Regions from separate parts of the Mus musculus genome. Here region 2 is linked to region 1. A link is a contact called in public HiChIP or PLAC-seq data. All regions are on one chromosome and are shown on one strand. Each heading gives the region's core, a stretch centred on a gene start, on an enhancer-like site or on the middle of the called end of the contact. The rest is flanking DNA. Distances are from core to core; before and after follow the strand shown.

Region 1 (4,910 bases), core at 1,438-3,937:
ATCCATCCAATCTGTCTATCTATTCATCACATGCACCCATCCACTGATCCACCTATCCATTCATCCATCATATTCACTTAACCATCTATCATCCATTCATCAATCTACTTACTCACTCATCCTATCCACTCATTGATTCATCCATCATCACATTCATCTACACTATTTATCCCATTTACCCACCCATTCATATATCCATCTCTCTACTCATCCACTCCATCCATCCACTTATCTGTCTACCCACCTACCTATCCATCACATTCATTCATTTATCATGTCCTTCCACCCACCCACCATGCATCAACTCATTCACCCACCCATCCACTATCCATCCATCCATCCATCCATCCACTCATCCACTCATCCACCTGTCCATCTGTCCATCCATCCATCCATCCATCCATCCATCCATCTACCATCTGTCCATCCATCTGTCTGTCCATCTGCCCATCCATCCACTCATCCTCCCACCCATCCATCCATCTATTATCCATCTATCCATCTATCTGTCCATCCAACCACCCAACTGTCCATTTGTCCATCCATCCATCCACCCAACATCTCACTCATCTACCCATTTGATGATCATTTGCAAAGATCCTGCAGAAGGTAGTGACACACAGTTCCCACAGTAAGAGATATGTTGATGGTGTTATGGGAAAGCAGAGTGTGTGTCCCTTGACCCTCACAGAGCCAGTGAAGTGGGTCTGTGGATGGGAGCACACAGCCATCATCATCACCATCATCATCATCGTCATCGTCATCACTGTCATCATCATCAACATCATCATCTCCATGTTTCCTTTTCTCTGGGGTTCCACAGGTGGCAGAAAGAGCATCACCACAAGAACCTCCATCTGGAACCTCCCTGTGGGCTTTTCTGGGTGGGCTGCCTCAGCTATCTCAGTCCTGGGGTGTAGAATACCAGATACCAGGGCTGAAGTGTGTGTGACAGTGTTCCAGGTGACGCTGAGTGAAGACTTTGGGAAGGACTGCGGTGGGCGCAGGGCAGGTTCAGCGGCTGTAGCTACACAGGAAACACCTTTGCTGCTGCTGCTCAGGCTGGTCTCCACCACACAACCTCCGTGCCCAGAATAGCTGCTGGGCCCGGGCTGCTAGCTTGTGGTCTGAGCTTTCTTTGGCTCTGTAGGCTCCTGAGCTTGGAGAATGAAGGGGGCTTTGCACAGGAGAGGAAGTGGCCTGTTCTGTATGACCCTTCCTCCATCTGCAGACTGGGGTATGAGCAGGTTGCTTCCTCTTGGGGAGTTTCCAAGTTTCTAAGTACTCCTTTTTCTTGTTGCAGGAGGAGCACCCTTCTTAGGGTGCTTGGAGAATCTCCAAGGTAGGCTGTGTGTGTGGGGATCCGCAGGCTGATGCAAGGTGAGTGTGGGCACATACCAGCTGAGTCTTCAGCTCTAACAAACCTTTGGAACTTAAGTGCTCCCCAGCCCCCCCACACAGAACCTGTAAAAGGCAGAACGATGCTACCCTGGGATGGACACCAGAGGGCATCCAACCTCAGGAAAGCCAGTCTGCCCAGCTGCTGTGTGATCTTTGGCCGAATGCATACCCTCTCTGGGCTTTTTGGGAGATCTGGGCAAGATGCCAGCACGAATTCTTGCTCTGGGTTGATTCTGAGAGTCCATTGTTGTCTGGGTTGGTGAATTTATCTTGTGAAGATCCCGATTAAGAGTCTGTCCGCCTCAGTTCCTGTCTTTCTAGAGTTTTCTCAAGTGTTCACTGAGAGAATTGTTCACGATGCCGCACAGAATGAGCTGAGGTTCTGAGGGGACCCTTTGCTTAAACCGGGCCCTCAGGGCTCTCGGGTATGAACACTGTTTCCTGTCAGCTTGAGGGAAGTCCATGAGAAAAAGATAAAAGATGCTACGCTGGTGCAGGCCCTCAGCACTGCTGCCATCACCAGGGTAGAGCCTAGCTCCCCCTCCCCTCCCCCACCCCACGCCCTCCCTTCCGGTTTCTCTCCCTTCCTCCCTCATAGTCATCCTCTCCCTTGGTCAGTCCTTCATCAAGTTATTTGTTCACTCAACAAACACGGTTGGGAGTTTGCAGTTCCACTTCAAACAGAGAAGTCGGTCAACTAAGACGTGGCATGTCAGCCTAGTTTCAGTAGCTGTGCCACAGCAGCAGGCTCCATAAGCTCCCTTGTCCTCCTTGGACCCCATTTCCTCTAATAGCACAGGGAGATGGGGCTTGTGGGGCACGGGAAGGCTTGCTGCCTTGTAAGATGTTTTGGCTGTTATTTTGGTGGGGAGATCAGGCCTCGTGTGCAGAGATGGGGACTCTCTGGGTAGTCTCTGGAGCGGCCCCCTTGGCCCCTGTGAACGGGGAGCTGCAGGGGTGCAGACTCTGAGAAGCAATCCGTGAAATCTGGGCGCACGCGGAGCCACAGAGCAAGGGCTGGGTGGATGCAGAGGGGCCTTTGATGGGCTTTTGGGCTGCGTAATTAACTGTAACCGAAATATTATTTGATCTTTTATGTGGAAAATCAAATTGTGTTGTGTCAGACGGGCATAAATACACCACGGTTTGCGCTGCTGGGCCCTCCCCGCCGGCGGCCCCCCCGCCCCTCAGCCATGGAAACACAATTCTCGCCTTTTAAACTCGCCTTTGTCTGGCCCTGAAAGGCTACATTGTCCAGAGGAAGAGCGGGCAGGGTTGGGGCCCAGAATGGGGCTGCAGAGGGGTCCAGCCCCAGACAGGGCTGCTGGGGCTCAGCCTCTGTAGCGTCTCTCCCTGGTCTGGGCAACCTTGGGCAAAGAGCCTCATTTTTTCCCCCTGGGTCCTGAGGCCCGAGCCGCCCCCCCAGCCCCCCCAGCCCCCCCCCCCCCCCGTCCTCCTTGCAGAAAGCCATTATGGGGGCAGCCCCAGCTCTGAAAGCAGTTTGACATGCTGGCTGCTACTTTTACACACGTGATGAAGCTCAGCAGGTGACCTGGGTATTGTAGGTCACTCCTCCCTGGAAGCTAGGGAAGGAGAGGAAGGTAGGGGAAAAGGGAGGAGAGGGAGGAGGGGGTACAGCCTAGGATCTGGAACAAGGGTGGGCTCAAGTTACATCAGGGTTACTTAGCAGCTTGATGGCCTCTCTGGGCCTCAGTTTCCCCATATGTAGGGTGAAGGCATCCTCTAACACACAGTAATCTTGCTTCTTCAGCCTTCATAGGGCTGTACCTTGCCTGGGTTTTAGTGAAACATTTGCAGTGCTGGAGATGGATGCAGAGACCTCAGCCTGGTGAAACAGGCACTGTGTCCTGTTCTAGTCCTGTGGGGACCTTGCTGGCTCGGCAGAACTTACTTTTCTAGAGATTTCTGGCCCCTCCTCTGTTTTCTCCTGTGTCCTGTCTCAGCAGCTCTATATTCCCTGTGAGGAGCCCAGTAAGCTCTCAGATGTAGCTTCTCAGAGGCTGGAACAGCACCAGGCACAGAATGCGCAGCCTGGAGTTGGAGCCGCATTTGCACCCAGAGCAGTCTGGCTCCAAGACCCAGGTTCTTCTTCAACCCCAAGACAGAGGTCTCATTCCTCCCCCCACCCCACCCACTACAGGAAAAACTGGGACCAGGCTGGAGGAATCTGAGATGGCCTAGTGAAAACACCGTGAGTTGGAGCCAGGCCAAACCAAACATCCTGGAATTAAAAAAATAAACATGGGAGAAAGAGAGCGAGAGCAAGCGAGAGCGAGTGAGCGAGAGAGAGAAAGAGAGAGAGAGAGAGAGAGAGAGAGAGACTGGGGAGGGAGGGAGAGGGTGATTGTCTGAACCTGTAACTCTGACTTCAGTAGTAGAGGGGCCTTCTCTCTGTTGGGGGTGCTAGGCTTACAGATCTCAAAGAGACCAGAGACCGTACTTCAGGAAAAAATGGAGGCGTGGGGGGGCACCTTAGGAAACTGAGCCTAGCTCACACCCATCTCCAAAAGCTCAGCACTAACTAGTACTAGCTGGATATGGTGGGGTGGGAACTCCATGTACCTAGTACCTTCCCTGTGCACTCAAGGAGGTCTTCAGTGCAGGCAGCTCTCCTGGGCTCTTGTCTGACCCCACAGCACCGAGGTGGGAATCTGGATTTTATGTGTCTATGGAATTCTTCTAAAAGTTTGTTGGGGGGGGGCTGGAGAGATGTCTCAGCAGTTAAGAGTGCTTGTAGAATACCTGTCCCCAGCATCTATCTGCATGACCGCTCACAACCCTCTATAATTCCAGTTCCGAGGGACCCGATGCCCTCTTCTGGCCTCCGTAGGCACCAGCCACACACATGGTACACACATGTACTTGCAGGCAAAATGCTCATACACACAAGATAAAAATAAACGAACCTAAAAATAACATTTTAAACTTTTAAGATAAAGGTTCTTTGGGGAGGGGGGGGGTTGTCAAGATGGTTCATCTGCGGTCAGGCTTAAGAGAACTCCCAAAAGTTGTCCCCTGATTTCCACAGGCGGACCCGTGAAATGAGTGTTCCTGTGGGTATGCTCATGCAAAAACACACATACACACTAAATGAATTAACCATGTTTTAATATATTACTTGGGCTGGAGAGATGGTTCAGTGGTTAAGAGCACTGGCTGCTCTTCCAGAGGACCAGGGTTTGATTCCCAGCAACCACATGGTGTCTCACATCCATCTGCAACTCCAGTTCCAGGGGATCCAACACTCTCTTCTGACCTCTACAGGTACTAGGCACACATGTGGTGCACAGCCATGCATGCATGCCCAACACCTGTATGTGCAAAATAAAAATAAAAGCTTTAGAAAAGAATCCTTTGGATTCCAAAGGAAATTGAATCGTTTCTAACCCCCTAAGAGAATGGGGCTTCTGAGAGGGGATGAGTCAGCTTAGTACAGAGAGAAACTGAGGCACCAGGAGGAAGCTGAGGTTCCGGGGGATCAGGCCCCT
Region 2 (4,910 bases), core at 1,583-4,082, 610 kb after region 1:
TGGTCTCTGGTGCTATTCTGCTTTCTAAGCCCCAAATTTTCCCTTTGGGGAACTCTGTAGCATTTGTGTATCGAGTTGAGATTTTCTTTTTTGTTTTACCAGGGCTTGCAGCTTTGAGATTGTCTTGAGTCCCAGTAGGTACTTGGACCCTGGGCTTTTGAACCACACTGTTGCTCTGATGACCTTTGAGGTTCAACTAAATGTATTTTGTGTTGTGAGGTGCTGTGACCCTTTAGGGAGCGTAGGGTGGCCCTGGTGCAGTGGCACAAATTTGAAAGATTCTGGGGCAGGAGATGAGGCCTGGCTACAGGAAGCACATTATGGAGAATGGACCTTATTCACAGCTATTCCTTGGCTCATTCACCATAGTAGGAAGTGCCTGGCTCTGCTGCCCCACCCACCATGACAGAATGACCTCCAACCCAAGCATGAGTCAAATCCATTCTCCCCCTAAATTCTTTGTCAGCTAGGTTGGTCCTGGACACAACACAGGTAGTGGGACTTTTTTAAGAGGTGACAATGGGGGCTGGAGAGATGGCTCAGTGGTTAAGAGCACTGACTGCTCTTCCGAAGGTCCTTAGTTCAAATCCCAGCAACCACATGGTGGCTCACAACCATCCGTAACGAGATCTGATGCCCTCTTCTGGTGTGTCTGAAGACAGCTACAGTATACTTAGATAATAATGATAAATAAATCAAGTGGGGCTGACTGGAGTGAGCAACCTTCATTCCCAGCAACCACATGATGGCTCACAACCACCAGTGCACTCATATACATAGAATAAATAAATACATAAATCTTTAAAAGAGAGAGAGAAAGAGAGGTGACAGTGGTACTAGTTGGGTGGACTTCAGGAAATTAAGGGTGTGAAGTTAAAGAGGACTTTAGGCTCTGGTTCCTGCCTTCTCTCAGTTCCAGACTGTGAAGGGAATGGGCCTTTTTGTTTTGTTTTGTTTTTCTTTTATCAGGCACTTCAGCCATGATGTACCTCTGCACAATAGCCGGAAGAGCAATGGGACCAATCAGTTATGGACCAGGCCCTGAGAAACTGTGAGCCCGAGAAAACCTTTTCCTCTCATGAGCCTGTCTCTCTCCAGTATTCATTATACTGACAGGAAGCTGAGACAGAGCAAGCTCATTCCTGGGGGAACATCACAGGCATCCTGAAAAGGCCTGGTGCAGCTCTTGTGCCATTATAGCCGGGCGAACTTGGTGCACACGAGGCCAAGAGACTCCAGCATGATCCAGGGAGCATGGCCTGCTAGCAACACATTCTGCATAAGAAATCTTCATGGTTGGCGAGATGGCTCTGTGGGTGAAGGGACAACCTGAGTTCCAACACCATAACCCAGGCAGCGCCAGAGGGGGGTGGCATGACCAGCCAGTCCTACAGAGAGACAGGAGGTAGAGACAACTGTCTGGAAGCCTGTGGAGCAGTTAGCCCAGCACACACGGTGCAGCAGCAGACACGGGTGCCTTCTGAGTGGCACTACAGAGACCCAAGCACAGAGCTGTCGCCCAGCACAGTGTGGGAACCTTGGGGTTGGACAGCCTGGGTTGGGCAGCCTGGGGTTGGGCAGCCTAGCCTACAGCAAGTCTAAGAATGCATTGGGCAGGGCATGGTTGTCTAACTCCTTTCATCCCAGCAAATCTCAGTGAGTTCAAAGCCAGCCTGATCTACATATCAAGTTCCAGGACAGCCAGAAGAGAGAGACCCTGTCTCAGAACAAAAACAAAATTAAACAAAGCAAAAGTAATGTCTTGGCAGAGCTGGAGAGAGAGCTCAGTCAGTAAAGTGCTTTCCACAAAACAATGAAGACCTGAGTTCAGTCCCCAGGCCCCACACAAGAGTGTCAGGTGTGGTGATGCATGTTGCAAGCCCATCACTGGGCAGGTGGAGACTGGTGGATCCCTGGGGGCTCGCTGGACAGTCAACCAAATTGGTGTGCTCCAGGCCATGGGAAAAATCCCATCTCAAAAGCTGAGCAGTGGCCCTAAAAATGACACTTGAGGTTGTCCTCTGACCACATGCACACAAGTGGACTGTCACATATACACACACACATACACACATGCATACATATATGTGTACACACATACATACATACATACATATACATACACACATGTGCATATAAACATATATACATATGCATATACACACATACATACATATACATGTACACATACACGTGCACACATACACACACATACACATTCACACACATATACACATTCACACCACATATACCCACATACATACATACCCACATACATACATACACATACATACATACATACATACATACACATACATATATACACACATCTACATACACACACATACACACATATATGCTTACACACACATTAATACAAAGAAAAAAATCTTAAGAGGGACCTGGTCTCCCAAGACCTATCTATCACTTTCCCTCCTCTCCCTGCTTGCTGCTGACAGAGCCCAGGTCCCCGCACCCCTCTACCCCACGTGTGTGGAGCCCCTCCTACCTCCCACCAGCAGTGCAAAGATTTTCTAGCCTGAGCCCTGAAGGATAAATGTTGTTTTTTTTATCCCCCTTCCAGGGTGCCAGAGTTCAACTCAATTTTCTCAGATTAAATAAAATTTCAAAGTGTCAGTCCCCGGCCAGCGACAAGTGTGAAGGTGGTGGATTCTCCTAACCCGATCGCCTGCCCAATTACAATTTTTAATCTATATGTAGATAATAGTGAACAAAAACCCCATAGAAATGGCAAGAGTGAGGAGGGCACTGGTTTAGTTTTAATTACTGTCAATCATGCTTAGCAACTGCAGGGACCCTGCAAGGGAGAGGAAGGCCGTAAGGCCCTGCTCTGCAGGAGCTGAGTGGGGCCCCAGGCAGCTGCTCCGGCTCCTGCCTGCCACCCCCATAGCCACCCAAGAGCAGCCAGCACTGTGGGGGGGCTTCCCACCAAGAAAGCCCCAGACCCAGGTCATATCACACATATGGGCTGATGTGATGTGACCGGCCTCGGCCTCAGCCTCCCTCCAGGCTGCTGTCTCTTCCCGCTCTCCACGCACCCTGTCTAGAACATGCCCACTTCAGTAAACGTCATTATTATGCCTTGATAGCAAAAGAAACACATGCTCCCTGGGGGAGAAAATGTGTAAAGTGGCAGAGGGAGAAACTCAGACAGAAGAAAAAAATATATATTCTCAGACCCTCCAGAGACATGGCCAATATTCTGCAAGAGTTTCCCTTGGCTGTGTGTGTCTGTTAGATAAACATATGTGTGTAGCCGGGCAGTGATGGTGCACGCCTTTAATCTCGGCACTTGGGAGGCAGAGGCAGGCGGATTTCTGAGTTCGAGGCCAGCCTGGTCTACAGAGTGAGTTCCAGGACAGCCAGGGCTACACAGAGAAACCCTGTCTCGAAAAAACAAAAATAAACAAGCAAGCAAACAAACAAACAAAAAAACCCATACGTGTGTGTGTGTTCATAGGCACACAGTGTATGCATGCATTTACATATAAATAATATACAAGTAAGTACACACAAACATATTTAACAGTAAGCATACAATAAAATATATAAATGTAATTATTCAGTAACATTATAAAATAAATATATGCCCACCCTGTGTGCATAGACTAGTGGGGATTGTGTGGCATGAGGCAGTCACATCCTTATTTAACGTTTGTTGTTGGCTTTCGTGCTGAGAATGGAGCTCGGGGCCTCCGTCTCCATGGTTGAGCACAGACCACTGAGTATGGCCCCAGGCTCCTGCTGGCTTTTGGCTAAAGTCCTCTGTGAACATCTTCTGGCCTCACAGATGTCGCTTGCAGGCATCATCTGGGTGGCTGAGGGTGCATTGTGAGTCTCACGAAGCCCCTTGTTTTGATGCGGCACAGCCTCTGGGTTCCACTTTGTAAATGCTCTCTGTGTTGTTTTACGCCCTCTAATTGCTGGGTCATGCAGAAGACTGAGTCCCGGGTCTGCCTTATGAGATCCCCATCTCTGAGCTGACCCACAGCCCGGCACTGGCCTCCTGAGCTCTCAACCTCAAATAGGCATTTTGAGGATGCTGTCTATACCCAGAGCGCACTGTGGTAAACAGAATAAGTGCAAAGATGAAACTCTTAGAGGAACGGGGATCCTAGCCCTGCAGAAACACACCTTTTAGTGAACTGCGTGCATGCTGGGCACACCAGCTGTTCCCGTCTGACAGACCTCGAGACTGGATGAACGGTTCTTAATGATGGTAGCCACAGGTGTTTCTGTGTGTGAGCCTTCACCACTGTTTGGAGTCAGGTCTGATAGAGACCTCCAGGTGTGAGGTGTGGGTCCAAAAGATTCAAGATTTTTGTTTGTTGGTTGGTTGGTTAGTTGGTTTGATTGGTTGTTTTTTAAGATTTGAGTGTGTATGTATATGTGTGCTCATGGGTGTATGTATAGGTATGTATGTATGGGTGTGTGTATAGGCGTGTATGTGTGAGTGTTCATGGGTGTGTATATAGGTGTGTGTGTGTGTGTGTGAGTGTGTTCATGGGTGTGTGTATAGGTTTGTATGTGTGTGTTCATGGGGGTGTGTATAGGTGTGTATATTCATGGGTATGTGTATAGGTGTGTGTGTGTGCGTGTTCCTAGGAGTGTATATAGGTGTGTATGTTTATGGGTGTGTGTATAGATGGGTGTGTGTGTGTGTGTGTGTTCATGGGAGTGTGTATAGGTTTGTATGTTCATGGTATGGGTATAGGTGTATGTGTAAATTCATGGGTGTATGTATAGGTATGTATGTGTGTTCGTGGGATTGTGTATAGGTGTGTGTGTGTTCATGGGATTGTGTATAGGTGTGTATGTTCATGGGTATGTGTGTGTGTGTTCATGGGTGTGTTTATAGGTGTGTATTCCCTGTGGTGCTCATGTAGAAG

The links. HiChIP or PLAC-seq counts read pairs in DNA pulled down with a chosen protein or histone mark.
Region 2: a contact with region 1 is called in an H3K4me3 HiChIP or PLAC-seq map of embryonic basal ganglia, with 4 times the contacts expected there. The contact joins two enhancer-like sites. A contact is called at or near these places in 5 of 484 Hi-C or Micro-C datasets (cerebellar granule neurons, cortical neurons, embryonic stem cells and 2 more), 5 of 115 datasets of contacts at active chromatin or transcription factors (embryonic basal ganglia, embryonic forebrain, embryonic hindbrain and 2 more) and 1 of 9 other capture datasets (embryonic stem cells).

Annotation. Positions count from the first base shown.
Region 1 is chr5:111,552,549-111,557,458 of GRCm38.p6, forward strand. It overlaps Gm36274 (a long non-coding RNA gene), which reads right to left. Exons shown (of 3, transcript XR_880576.2): 3 at 4,672-4,733. Among named protein-coding and RNA genes, the nearest start is that of Gm36274, 7.0 kb to the right of the region's middle. Within about 2 kb of position 2,688, at least 79 of the 459 cell types and tissues checked have an H3K27ac peak or open chromatin away from gene starts, as enhancers often do. A contact at or near this core is called in embryonic basal ganglia and embryonic forebrain, where this site is marked.
Region 2 is chr5:112,164,124-112,169,033 of GRCm38.p6, forward strand. 1700016B01Rik (RIKEN cDNA 1700016B01 gene) reads left to right here. Exons shown (of 2, transcript NR_166436.1): 2 at 970-1,124. Among named protein-coding and RNA genes, the nearest start is that of 1700016B01Rik, 10 kb to the left of the region's middle. Within about 2 kb of position 2,833, at least 9 of the 459 cell types and tissues checked have an H3K27ac peak or open chromatin away from gene starts, as enhancers often do. A contact at or near this core is called in embryonic basal ganglia and embryonic forebrain, where this site is marked.